3 separate regions of the Mus musculus genome follow, and regions 1 and 2 are each linked to region 3. Evidence: chromatin contacts called from public Hi-C data. All regions are on one chromosome and are shown on one strand. The core of a region is the stretch at or near the end of the contact, and the rest is flanking DNA. Distances in the headings are between cores, read along the strand shown. Region 1 has its middle 240 kb from the start of Gm40217. Region 2 has its middle 210 kb from the start of Gm29922. Region 3 has its middle 68 kb from the start of Gm29922.

Region 1 (3,657 bases), core at 1,005-3,504, 220 kb before region 3:
TTTCAAGTGATAAACGAAGACTTAGAATGTTCATTTGGGGAGTGGTACAAAGTTAGTAAATAGATGAGCTGAAATTTGATTACCTAATCTGCTGATCTCAAGCTCTGGCTCCCTTGTCAATGGCCTAGTCTCTCATCAAAAGCATGCAGTTTCATACTAATCTGTTATTGAATGACTCATGGTTAAGATCTGCAAGCTTGAGGACCGGGCATATGTCTCAATGGGTAAAAGTATTTGCTATACAAGTCTGATGTCTGGGTTTGATTCCTAGAATTCACATGGGAAAAGTTGAGAAGTGACTCCTACAATTTGTTCTATGTGCTCACCATGGCAAGTTCATACCTGTTCTCTCTCTCTCTCTCTCTCTCTCTCTCTCTCTCTCTCTCTCTCTCTCTCTCACACACACACATACACACGCATACACACACGCACATGCACACATGTGCAAACACACACATGCACCATATATCCACATAGTAATAATTAATATAAATTAAGTTAATAAAAATAAGAAAGACTTCCAGGCTTGGTAAAGAGAACACTGCTAAGAATTAAGAGACTTGAGTCTTGGCCTTACACATGCCAATAACTCTGTTCTTCAATGATCTTGTGTGTGTGGGGGGTGTTCTTTAATTTTCTGAGTCTAGTTTCCCTATCTATCACATGCAGGGACTGTATGAAACCAGTGGTCACCACTAGTTTCCTTGGGCAGTGGTGATTTTCTTCTTTAGGATCACTCATGCCTGCAGGACTGAGTACAGGCATCCAGTGGGCAGAAACCAGAGATGTGGCTGATCATCCCACAGTGTGTCCAACAGCCACACGTGGTGGATAATTCTGTCAACTTGACAGCTCACTAGTGAGATCTACCTTTAGATATGTCTGCCAGAACCTTTCCAGAGAGGATTAGCTAAGCAGTCAAACACTGCTCCCAGGCCCCTCTTCATGTGGGCAGCAGCACCCCACAAGCTGATGCTAGCATCTTAGGCTGTACACAAAGGGAGAACAAGAAAGCCTGCTGAATGCCAGCACTGCCTCCCTTCATCCTTTCCCACTGGAATGTAAGAAACCCAGCTGTCTCCTGCTGCTGCCACCAAGGATCAGATAGGATCACCTCCATACCTTCCCTGCCTTGATGGATCAGAATTCTTCAAACTGTAAGCCCAAATAAATCTTTCCTCTCTAAGTGGTTTCTTGTTAAGTGTTTGGTCACCTAACAAAAGCTCACCCCCTAACCAAGAACTGTTGTAAAACAACACTAGTGTTCATGTTGTGAAACCAAGACTTGGTCCTTCCACTTCCAGAAATCTGAGTCTTTAGAATTGTTTTTCCAGAAATTTATCTAAAATTCAAATGACTTCTTGTTTCTGAATCACACGTTCCTCCTTTGTGAAACAAAACAAAACAAACAAACAAAAAAAAAAACTAAACAGCGTAACCCTGAAGATTCTTTTGGCTTTAAAAGTATCAAGCCTGTGATTAACAGGGGAGTAGTGAAAATAAATGCTATGGTTTTAAATCTAAGATAATGCAAGTCATTTTACATTTTTGTCTGATTAAAACCAGTGCTGAGCAAGTCCTTAATCCCCACAGGAGAAGTTTGCAAACTTGAAGCCTGTCGTGAACTGAACCCAGTCTACAGATTCTTTTATTTATTGTTATTATTTTTATGGCCAATAGTGTATGTTAAAATTTTGTGAATTAGGGGCCAACAATGAAAGATGGAGTATATCCAGTAAAAATACAGACTTTCAACCTTCCTTCCTTCCTTCCTTCCTTCCTTCCTTCCTTCCTTCCTTCCTTCCTTCCTTTCTTTCTTTCTTTCTTTCTTTCTTTCTTTCTTTCTTTCTTTTGCCGGAAGACCTATAAACTCTGGCCTTCATTTTTGCATGACAGTGGTTAGGTCAAACTAAGAAAAGCTGTCTTCTAAATTCCCAGATCACCAGAGATCTTGCCTCACAGGTTTGGATCCCACCTGATTACTTTTCATTTGTTTCTATCACCTACCTGAGTGACCCCTCTACCAAGAGATTTACTATTTGTATTCTACAATCAACAGTGAGCATGTGGAATACCCAGAAACGCACTCCCTAAGCACTTAGAATTGTGTAATCTCAAAATAAAATAAATGACGTTAAGTGTGTGAGTTGAGTCCAAGCAGCCAAGGGGAGGTCAGAGTAGAGAGAGAAGGCTTTTCGATGCCTGTGTGAAACAAAGTGCTGAGATTTAATGACAGTGTGAGGCAATGGTGTTCTGTGTCTGCCAACTAGCGAATTGTGGTCCCGAGCTAGCTTATTGGGAGTGCAGTGAGCTGATGGGGCACTGGCCAGTCCCATTCTCACTGATGTACATGTACGTCTGAATCATCACACTTGTTTCCTGGAACAACATTTCATGTGCTGCTTTAACGAGGATTTGGACAATAGATTCATGAGATGACTTGGAATAGCTTCCCGTGAGTGAGATTCCAAATCTGGAGCCGTTGATTCTGGAGAACAGATGACTTGGGAGGTAAGGAGGGGCTCCCCCCAGATACTGGCAGCACTGTCTTGAGGGAGAACAGGTAAGCATCATGCCTTCCCACATCTCCTCAGGCTTGCCTTGAGCTCATTGTATAGCCTGATACCCACTGAAATTCTCTAGTCTCCCAGTGTTGGAATATTAGGTGTGTGCCACCATACCTTAACTTAGATGGGAAGCTTGGACTGTTGCCTGGCTGTATCTTACTATTTAGAAAACTGGATCTTCTATGCAGGTCAACATTCCAAGGGGGATGTATAGCTCTGTTGTGTTCGTTAAGAACCCACATATGTGCACATTTAGGCCCAGCTTCCCTTTTTGCTACTGTGAGCTCTTGTTGACGACTTACCTCCTCACAGCGGTACTCTCTTATTTGTAGATAATGGGGGTGTCACTCTTCTGTTATGGTTATTGTAAACACTAAAGAAGACATTTTATGTAAATGTACTTGTCTCTGGGCTTCTCAGCACTATTGACATTTTAGGTTAGGTATCTTACTCTTGTGGGAGGCTGATTTGTGTATTATGGTATGCTCTGTCCTCTTCCACATAGCGGTGACAATAGAAATTATCTACACACTTGCCAAATATCTGTTGGAGACACAATTTCCCTCTCATTGAGAGAAATTAACTTGTTTTTAGCTGACAGCTGGTGCCAAATGCTGGATATGCAAGTGAGGCCATCTGAGACCTGCAGTCAGTCAGTTTCCTGGCAGAATGCACACATATGAATGAGCCTGCCAAAACAAAACAAAACAAAACAAAAAACCAAAAAACAAAACAGAAAAAAAACACCAAAACACCAAAAGAACCATCTGCATAAAACTGTGAATCTTAGATGTCATTTATTATACCACGTTCACATTCGTTCTCCCTTCCTGCTGTCCTGGCCATGTTTCTTCTTCCATTTGCTTCTCCAGTTATTTCTCCATTCTGCTTTCTTATTACATCAATGCCTTTACTCTACTTCCTGACTCTCTTAAGATCTCTTCCTTCTCTCTCATTATCCCCTATCTGGAATCATGACCTAAAACAACACACATATATAAATATACATATATATAAATATATACATATAAATACATACATATATACATATGTCTATAAGTAATACAAATGTAAAGACACACACACACAC
Region 2 (4,093 bases), core at 1,323-3,822, 140 kb before region 3:
CATGGAATCATTGCTCATTCTTTTAAGTTTCGTGATAATTTTTTTTGCAGCATTGTCCGACACACACAAAACTTCGCTGTTCTTTAATCATCTCTGACAATTTTAGCACTGGAAAAGCATTGGACAATTTTGACTTCAAAAGTTCTGCTGTTGGGAGGTCTTATACTCTTTCACTAACTGTTCATTATGTTCCTCCCTTAACACCAACTTCTTCCATCTGGTACCTCTGAGTACATATTAATTTGGGTGTAAGATATATTTACATCTCTCATTTGATGGCATAGCTTCTGCTTGGACATACCCTGCAGTAGTATTTTCATTTCAAGCCACTTTATAGAATTTTAACAAATAGAAAGACACTCGGGTCATTCTTGTGTTACCTGTGAAACTAACATTCCTCCCACATCCATCGCCTGCTCCTGCCTCTGCCCAGCATCCCAGATGTGTTAAGAGGCAGTCAAGTTTGGCTGGTCTGCCCTCACTTAGGTCATAGTTTTGCTCAGTGTTCATCCTGACAGGGTATTCAAACTGCTTGGATGGGTGGCCACTAAAAAGAACTGCAAGACTGTCTGCTCTGTTCTCCTCCCTCTGGCCTTTAAACAAGGTTACACAACTGAGTATCTGTGTAGTTTCTGGATTCATCTTCTACTCTTCCCCTTTCTATCACTGATTTAGGACCTGGCATAGGCTTACCTCCAAGTCCTTTCATTCCAGGTGCCTCTGCATAACTGCCACCATCTTTCTCATGGGTTCAATGGCACAAAGGTTCCCATACCCCAGGCCATGGCCCAGTTTTAAGAGTTAGGGCTCTAAGGCATGCGTAACTTGGATTTTTCTAACTGCTCACAGCATCAGGGAAGGTTGGGGAAACTGCCACCTCCAGACCCATCCAAGCCCGACTCTGTTATCTTTTCCTGGGGTCATGGTACCAGCCTCTGTCCTGCTTCTCTTGATTCTCATTGTTTCCAAGAACCCTTGCCTGGACTTACAACTTGAATATTGGTCCCCTTTACAAAGGTTTCCTTTCCACTGTTGTTTTTCCATGACCCCACCAAACCTTACCATTCTCACGGAGCTCCTCTCTTATCATCGGTACACCAGGTACCAGAGCTATGTGGTATTCTGTCTTCTTATGGAGTTCTTGTCAGCATTCAGTACTAAAGGACCTCCCAGTGTCAACGTAAGTTTATTAGAGCCAGATTGCTCTATTTAGAGCCCCACTTAGTCATTAGGGGAGTCAAGAATTCTCTAGATGGTCCTCATTTGACAATATCCTAATCCAAGTTTAGTTGACTGCTGTTAGAGAGTCTATGGTTGGTCAAGTTGTCTGCGCATGCCCTTCCTCCCATCCCTGACTCCTGTATTTGTTGTTATACCATAGACTTCCTCTTCCAGTGTTGTCCAAGGAACTAAAGAGAAAGGACCCTTTTTCCTGCTTCTTCTCTTCGAGCAGGAGGCGTTAACCAGTTGGATCTTCAAGCAGCTGTTTGACTTGTGCTTTTAAAATATGACTAGCTCAAGATTTTTCATTCCCTTCTTTATAACTAAACCCATCGGATACACATATTTTTATCAAAACTATGGTGGTTGGGAGAAGGGAATGCCCCTGGAGAGATCTTCCTGGGGTCTCTTTATTGCCAAGGAGCTTCAAGAGATTGGTTGGGACAAGTCATGGGGGAAAAGGTACCAAGGAAAATAGCAATAAATAAACCTCTGGCCTTTGTAGAGCACTCTACAGTTGATAAAGTTTCTACATAATTTTGTAAATTCCTCCTCTCTGAAGGCAAGTTTACATGATCCTAATAATACTGTTACTTTACAAATGAGAACTGGGTGGCTTCACTGAGTCCTAAGTTACTCACATGGTATTAAAACTTGACTGGCTCAATGACTATTTTCCAAATGTTACTACGTATAGGAGATCCACACCAGAATTTCCCTCATTTCACATCAAAACTTTTTAAAGGCAATTTTCAGCAGGGCATAGTGGTATACAGCTTTAGTCCTAGCATTCCAGAGGCAGAGGCAAGGGGATCTCTGCAAGTTCGAGGCCAGTCTGACCTATATAGCACATTCAAATATATGAACCTATGTGGGGGGTGTTCTCACTCAAACCTCCACAAATATGTAGATAAAAGGCAATTTTTCTCTCCACAAAATGTATACATAAAGGCAATTTCATCTCCACATTTAGTTACTAAAAATTATTTTTAGATATTTAGATTTGTATCCTAACTTACTTCAGACAATATTTAAGTGAATACACACACACACACACACACACACACACACACACACACGAGAGGGGAGGGAGGAAGGGAGGGAGGGAAAGAGAGCGGGACAGAGAGAGAGAAAGAGAGGGAGAGGGGAGAGAGATGCACAAGCACATGGATGCAGGCCCCCTTACACACACTCATACTGAATATGTGGGAACTGCATCTCTGAAAATTTTCTTGAACCCCAAACCTCAAATGGTTTGTTTAGATTTTGGTCATCAAACAAGAGCACTTGTGTTTCCCTCGCTCCAGTTGGGGGCTGGTGTGCTTTTGCACAGGGTGAGTAATGTCTAGCTCAGCCTCCGCTGTTGCAATCCAAATATACTCACGTTGTGCACTTAGACCCAGCCGGAGGAAGCTGAGACCCAGGAAGCCTGCCAGATGTTTACACTGCCTTTTCATGGAAAGCTAAGCTCTTTAGTTTTGTGTGCATATTTATTGAGCTGTGGAAAGGGATGTTTGAACAAAACCCATCCCAGGATAATGGAGGGCAAAATGTTAAGAGGTACTGATGAAATAAATACTGAGTTGATTTCTACTAAGTAATGGCCTGGCTCTCTGACAGACAGGTAACTCTTGTTTTTTGTTTGTTTGTTTATTTGTTTGTTTGTTTGTTTTGTTTTGATTTTTGATAGACACAGGACGCAGGATACTGGCTGTGGATGGATAGCCATGTGGTTTTTCAGGAAAGTCAGAATCTTCTATGAGCTATGACTTTTGAGCTCAGAACATAGGTGTAAGAACTGGGCAGTTAGGACTTGACTCAGCTTTACTCTGGACAAGTCACATCTTCTCTCTGAACCCTTGTTTTTCTCACCTATTACTTAGACTCACCACATCTTGGACTCTTATTAGACATTAATCATACAACTTCAGTGAAGCGATTAATAGAGTGCTTGGCTCTTTTCTGAAGCTTCATTCCCTGTGACTGTTGGGTCACGGTATCCTTCTGGCTTGGAAGTTCTTGGGATCCACAATGGGACCAGGCTTTCTCGGGGCCACTGCTTTCACAACCAGCTCACTTTTTCTTGGCCTCTGTTCACTTCTTGAAGCTTTTCTCATCTTTTCTTGTAGTTGTGACAACTCAGGCGCCAACTGGAGAGGAGCCTCTCTCCATGTGAATAAACATGTTGACAGGATATATGTAACTTGGACCAGGAGCTGTGGCCTGTGTAACCAAAGAAGAATTCCTGATGAGTTACGAAATTAGCCACTGGTGTTTGGACACTTGGAGGCAGGAAAATGCAAGAGTGCCTGGTTCAGGGACATTTTCTGCTTCTTTTGGTGTTGGGTTGGGATAGGCCCCTCACCTAAGAGGTCCCCTCTCTCTCTTTGCTCTGCGTCCTGGATGTTCAGATCTGTTCAAGTTCCATCTTGTTCCATCTTGTTCCACTGCCTTGCAGTGTGACCTTGAACATGAGCAGAACTACACTGAAGCTTAGGAATGCAGAATGGTGTGGTGTACCTGAATGGTGCTAAGTAATTGAAAACTGGCTTCAAATCTTAACTTGGGGTCTTGTCAGCTGTGACCTTGAACCATAACCAGTCATACTTTGTCTCAGTTTCCTCAACCTTAGGATGGCTTCTCTCATTGCAGGCTATACAGAGTATATAAATGATGATGGATGGATGGTTGGATGGATGGATGGATGGATGGATAGATAGATAGTTGGAGAGACAGACAGATAGAAAGATGGATGAATAGATTGAGTGGGTCAATACTCTCAGCACATAGCTAATGGTTAAATAATAACCTGTTCTCACTATAATCATCACAATTAAATCTTTTACCTATAAAGTGAATATTTATTTATGAT
Region 3 (3,839 bases), core at 1,059-3,558:
CTCCCAATAGCCTGGAACTTTCAGCCATGCCAGAGGCAGGCCCTCATCATGGCTCCACTGCCATAAATTGTGGCACCTTGACAATTCAGTTTATCTAGGACGACGTAAGATGGCAGAATTGATAGTACAGCCAGACTGAATTCAGGTTTGAAGATGTTTCTTACATATCTGCCTTCAACCCTGAGAAGGCTGTATTCAGTCATTCCACTGGTCCCATGGAGCAGGGCTACCCCAGCAGAGCTCCACTGAGGTCTCTTGTCAACAGACCTCCTGTGGGCTTCAAGAAATACGAATGATAGCCACCCACTGTTGTTTTAACCATTGAGTTTGGAGGTCTTTTTATGCAGCATGTTAAGCAGTTTACAGTAAATGGAAAATATTTATTAAATGCACACTTTTAAATCCCTAGTGGAAACGTTTTAATGAGTGTGTGCAAGACTTCCAATGTTTTAGAAGAAGTATATTATTTCATAATTCTATATATTTGTACATGCTCCTCCTGTATGGCCTTTATCCTGTAAAAACCTGGTCTCATTTCAGAATTTTCAGGGAAGTTTGCCCTAATATCTCCTAGAATTGAACTCTCTGCCTACTTAGTGCTAAATATGGTTCTTGTACCTATGTTGTGCTTTCTCTCTGTCTCTGTCTCTGTCTCTGTCTCTGTCTCTGTCTCTGTCTCTCTCTCTCTCTCATTTTGTGACACCTAAGTTCAACTGCAAGGGACTATGTCTCATAACCTTCACACCATATTTGAAAATCATATCAAACATTTAGAAATATGTACAACTGAATATGCTCTGAGATAGATGTCTAGTCAACTCACTTGCTGAGAACATATTGCCAAACAGACAACCATGCAAGGGATTCTGGGTATGTTGCCCCTGCAAAACATAGAGCAGTGGCATTATTACTGTAGAGCATGTAAGGCCAGTGCCCAGGCAACGGTCAATGCTTGTTCTCAAATATCAAGATGAGAGCTGACAGACACACACAACTTGGAATCAAGCTAATAGCAAACAAACTCATTTTAGAATTCCTAAGCCTCAGTGAGAATCCAATTAATTTACTCTAATGGGCTCTTAGAGGCCTCAGTTACTTCCCTATTCCTAAAGGCAAAGAATAAAATAAATAGGACGATGCATGTCACTTTTAACATCATCCAATAAAATACCAGGAGAAATATATGTGTAGCTCAGTGAAGTGGTAAATACGGGAGAAGATTTATTTGATGGGCTCGAAGTGCCGTGTATGGATAGAAAAAAAAAATTATAGTTTATTGTGAATGTGGAACTCGGGAGCATAAAACTAGGAAATTTGTTGAGAGAATCATGAACACTAATGACTGAGTGAATGTGGATAGTATCAATGTGTATGTGTTTGTGTGTATGTGTGTGTGTGTCAGAGAGAGAAAGAGAGAGAGAATTTAGCTTCTAGTCTCAAGTCTTCCCCTGTGTTAGCATCCATGATTCACTTAAAACTTCACACTCTTGATTTCTTACTTGTTTGACAAATCACAGGTTCTTCTAACAAATTTGTTAGTAAGTGGGGTCCTCCTGACTGCATATGGAAACAGATTCTAAGATCTGCTAGTCCTTAATGTGTGCTATCACCCAGGGCATTAGTAGGTAGAAGTGCAGTAACCTAAGAGAAAGGGAGAACCGAGGGTGAGTGTCAAGTCTCCAGTGGTTCTGATTTGGGTGAACTGCCAAATCAAAACAGCAGGACAGCAACAGGATAGGTGAGAAGGACGAAGCAACTTTGCAAGGCAGGGGAACCAACCTTCTACCAAGCAAGGTGGAAGTGTGTATAGGATGCTCAAATGCATTTGCACAACTGGGTGGTTCTCTTATTAACAGTTCGGTAGACGCTGGTTTTCACAAAGTATTGTGCAGCATATTTTATCTGCCTCTCCATGCCTAACTGGCTACCAGACTTGTGCCCGGGAAGACAGACTGATAGGCATGGCATTAACACATGTCCCTTGGCTTGTTTTCAGATAGAATTAAAATCAAGAGAAAGTGTTACAAGATATAGAGTGAGAGAAGGAAGGAAACAAGCAAATGAGAAAACAAAGGAACAGACAAAGGTTAGGTGTAAACTTTCCAGTTTCATCCTAACCAGGATGTTATACATTGGCTGCAATCCTTTGAGCAGCAGTCAGGGTTCTGTCTCTGCCTTTGTCTCTGTCTCACACATTCCGGAGACTATGTCCTCATCCTCCATTTTCTGACCCAGGGGTAGTGCTTTGATTTGTATGTGTCCTCCAGTGTTTGTGATCAGGAGCTGTTTTTAAGAGGTTGTTGGGTCATGAAGACCCTGCCCTGCCTTTCATCAGCACTGAATCATCCTTCTTTCCCCCCCGCCTGATGCTCTCTTCCACCTTCTGTCAAGGCTGATGCAACAGAAGGCTCTCGTCACATTGCCAGATGTCACCATGACCTTGGACCTCTAAGTCTCCAGAACCAGGAGTAATAAACCTCCTTTCAGTCCTGTGTATTCCACTGTAGCAGAAGAAAACAGACTTCTGACCGGCAGACATGAACCCCATTGTTTCCATCTTTGGGGTTCTTATTCTAGAGTTTCCTGTGTTTATTAAATCATTCTTACTCATATGCATGTTCCATGCTTTTCCTGCTGGGACACAAAATAGTACAACTGACATTTGTTAAATAATTATTTTATATACCACTCATGATGATTCACACCTTTTATCATAGCACTCAGGAGGCACAGCAGATGAATCTCTGTGAGTTTGAGGCCAACCTGGTCTCCACAGCAAGTTCCTGGTCAGATGGGGATATATAGTGAGACACGCTCTCAAAAAAGAAAAGGTGACCAAAGAGAGAGAGAGAGAGAGAGAGAGAGAGAGAGAGAGAGAGAGAGAGAGAGAGAGGGAGAGAAGGAAAAGAACGGTTACAGATGAGTAACTAGTAAATGGATCTGCTCTTGAGAAAATGAATCTAGTTTGTCTATGTGAGCATCTGAGCATCAGGAAGAGTCATGAGATGCATGAGAAGGTCTCATGGGGCAGTCAGAGGAGAACCCATATCAGATGGGAATGAGAACGCATTTGAGAAGTACATGCACTGGGCAGAGGAAACTCCATGGTGGTATGGATGACGTGGGCAGAGCATGGCGTTCAGTTATTTAGGAATTTTCCCCTCAGTAAAAGTTTTACTACTCCTTAGAATAGATCGAGGATAAGATAAGGAGAGAGCTGAGGGTAAGAATTAAGAGAGTTAAAAATAACCTGCCCACACTTTTTAATTAGCTTCAAAGGAGACATCATTGCCAAACACAATTATGCAGACATTGGAATGTCTGTATCCCTCCCCCTGCTACATTCTCCATGCAATTTACTTGGCTTAGATTTGTTTATTAGCAACTTAAACAATTTCAAGCCAAATAGCTGGCTTCCCCTACAGCAGGCCTGAAGATAACTGCTGGGTGCTGGATGTATATCCAGTAAGATAATCTTGACAAGAAATATTTATCAAAGGTGGGAGGGGAGGGGCGCTTCCTGTTCTGCTCAGACCTGTAGGCCACACCTCTCCAAATGTAATGAGATGTCTGGAATAGTTGAAGTTGGCCTTGCACAGACACTTCTAGCCATTCTTCAAGTGAGCAAGAGAGAAAATCCACCATAGTGGAGTGCAGGGTGGGGACCTTACCAGGAACTGAGACCAATGGCCATGGCTCTATTCCACACACCATCCCTTTGTTTCATTTATAGTATAGCAACTAAGTAGGGGTGGTACTATTATTAATTTTGAAGAAAAAGGAGGAGAAGAAGAAGAGGAAGAGGCAGAAGAGGAGGAAAAGGAAGAGGAGGTGAAGGG

What was found. A called contact is a pair of places that touch in the nucleus more often than the background predicts.
Region 1: a Hi-C map of uterus shows a contact between it and region 3, with 2.4 times the contacts expected there. The contact joins two enhancer-like sites. A contact is called at or near these places in 6 of 484 Hi-C or Micro-C datasets (3T3-L1-derived adipocytes, embryonic fibroblasts, nephron progenitors and 1 more) and 2 of 115 datasets of contacts at active chromatin or transcription factors (fibro-adipogenic progenitors and pancreatic cancer cells).
Region 2: a Hi-C map of uterus shows a contact between it and region 3, with 4 times the contacts expected there. The contact joins two enhancer-like sites. A contact is called at or near these places in 1 of 15 datasets of contacts at CTCF or cohesin (the NIH/3T3 cell line), 2 of 484 Hi-C or Micro-C datasets (both in uterus) and 2 of 115 datasets of contacts at active chromatin or transcription factors (fibro-adipogenic progenitors and pancreatic cancer cells).

Annotation. Positions count from the first base shown.
Region 1 is chr4:105,552,932-105,556,588 of GRCm38.p6, forward strand. No RefSeq gene overlaps it. Among named protein-coding and RNA genes, the nearest start is that of Gm40217, 240 kb to the left of the region's middle. Within about 2 kb of position 2,255, at least 17 of the 459 cell types and tissues checked have an H3K27ac peak or open chromatin away from gene starts, as enhancers often do. A contact at or near this core is called in uterus, where this site is marked.
Region 2 is chr4:105,638,404-105,642,496 of GRCm38.p6, forward strand. No RefSeq gene overlaps it. Among named protein-coding and RNA genes, the nearest start is that of Gm29922, 210 kb to the right of the region's middle. Within about 2 kb of position 2,573, at least 51 of the 459 cell types and tissues checked have an H3K27ac peak or open chromatin away from gene starts, as enhancers often do. A contact at or near this core is called in uterus, where this site is marked.
Region 3 is chr4:105,775,688-105,779,526 of GRCm38.p6, forward strand. No RefSeq gene overlaps it. Among named protein-coding and RNA genes, the nearest start is that of Gm29922, 68 kb to the right of the region's middle. Within about 2 kb of position 2,309, at least 6 of the 459 cell types and tissues checked have an H3K27ac peak or open chromatin away from gene starts, as enhancers often do. A contact at or near this core is called in uterus, where this site is marked.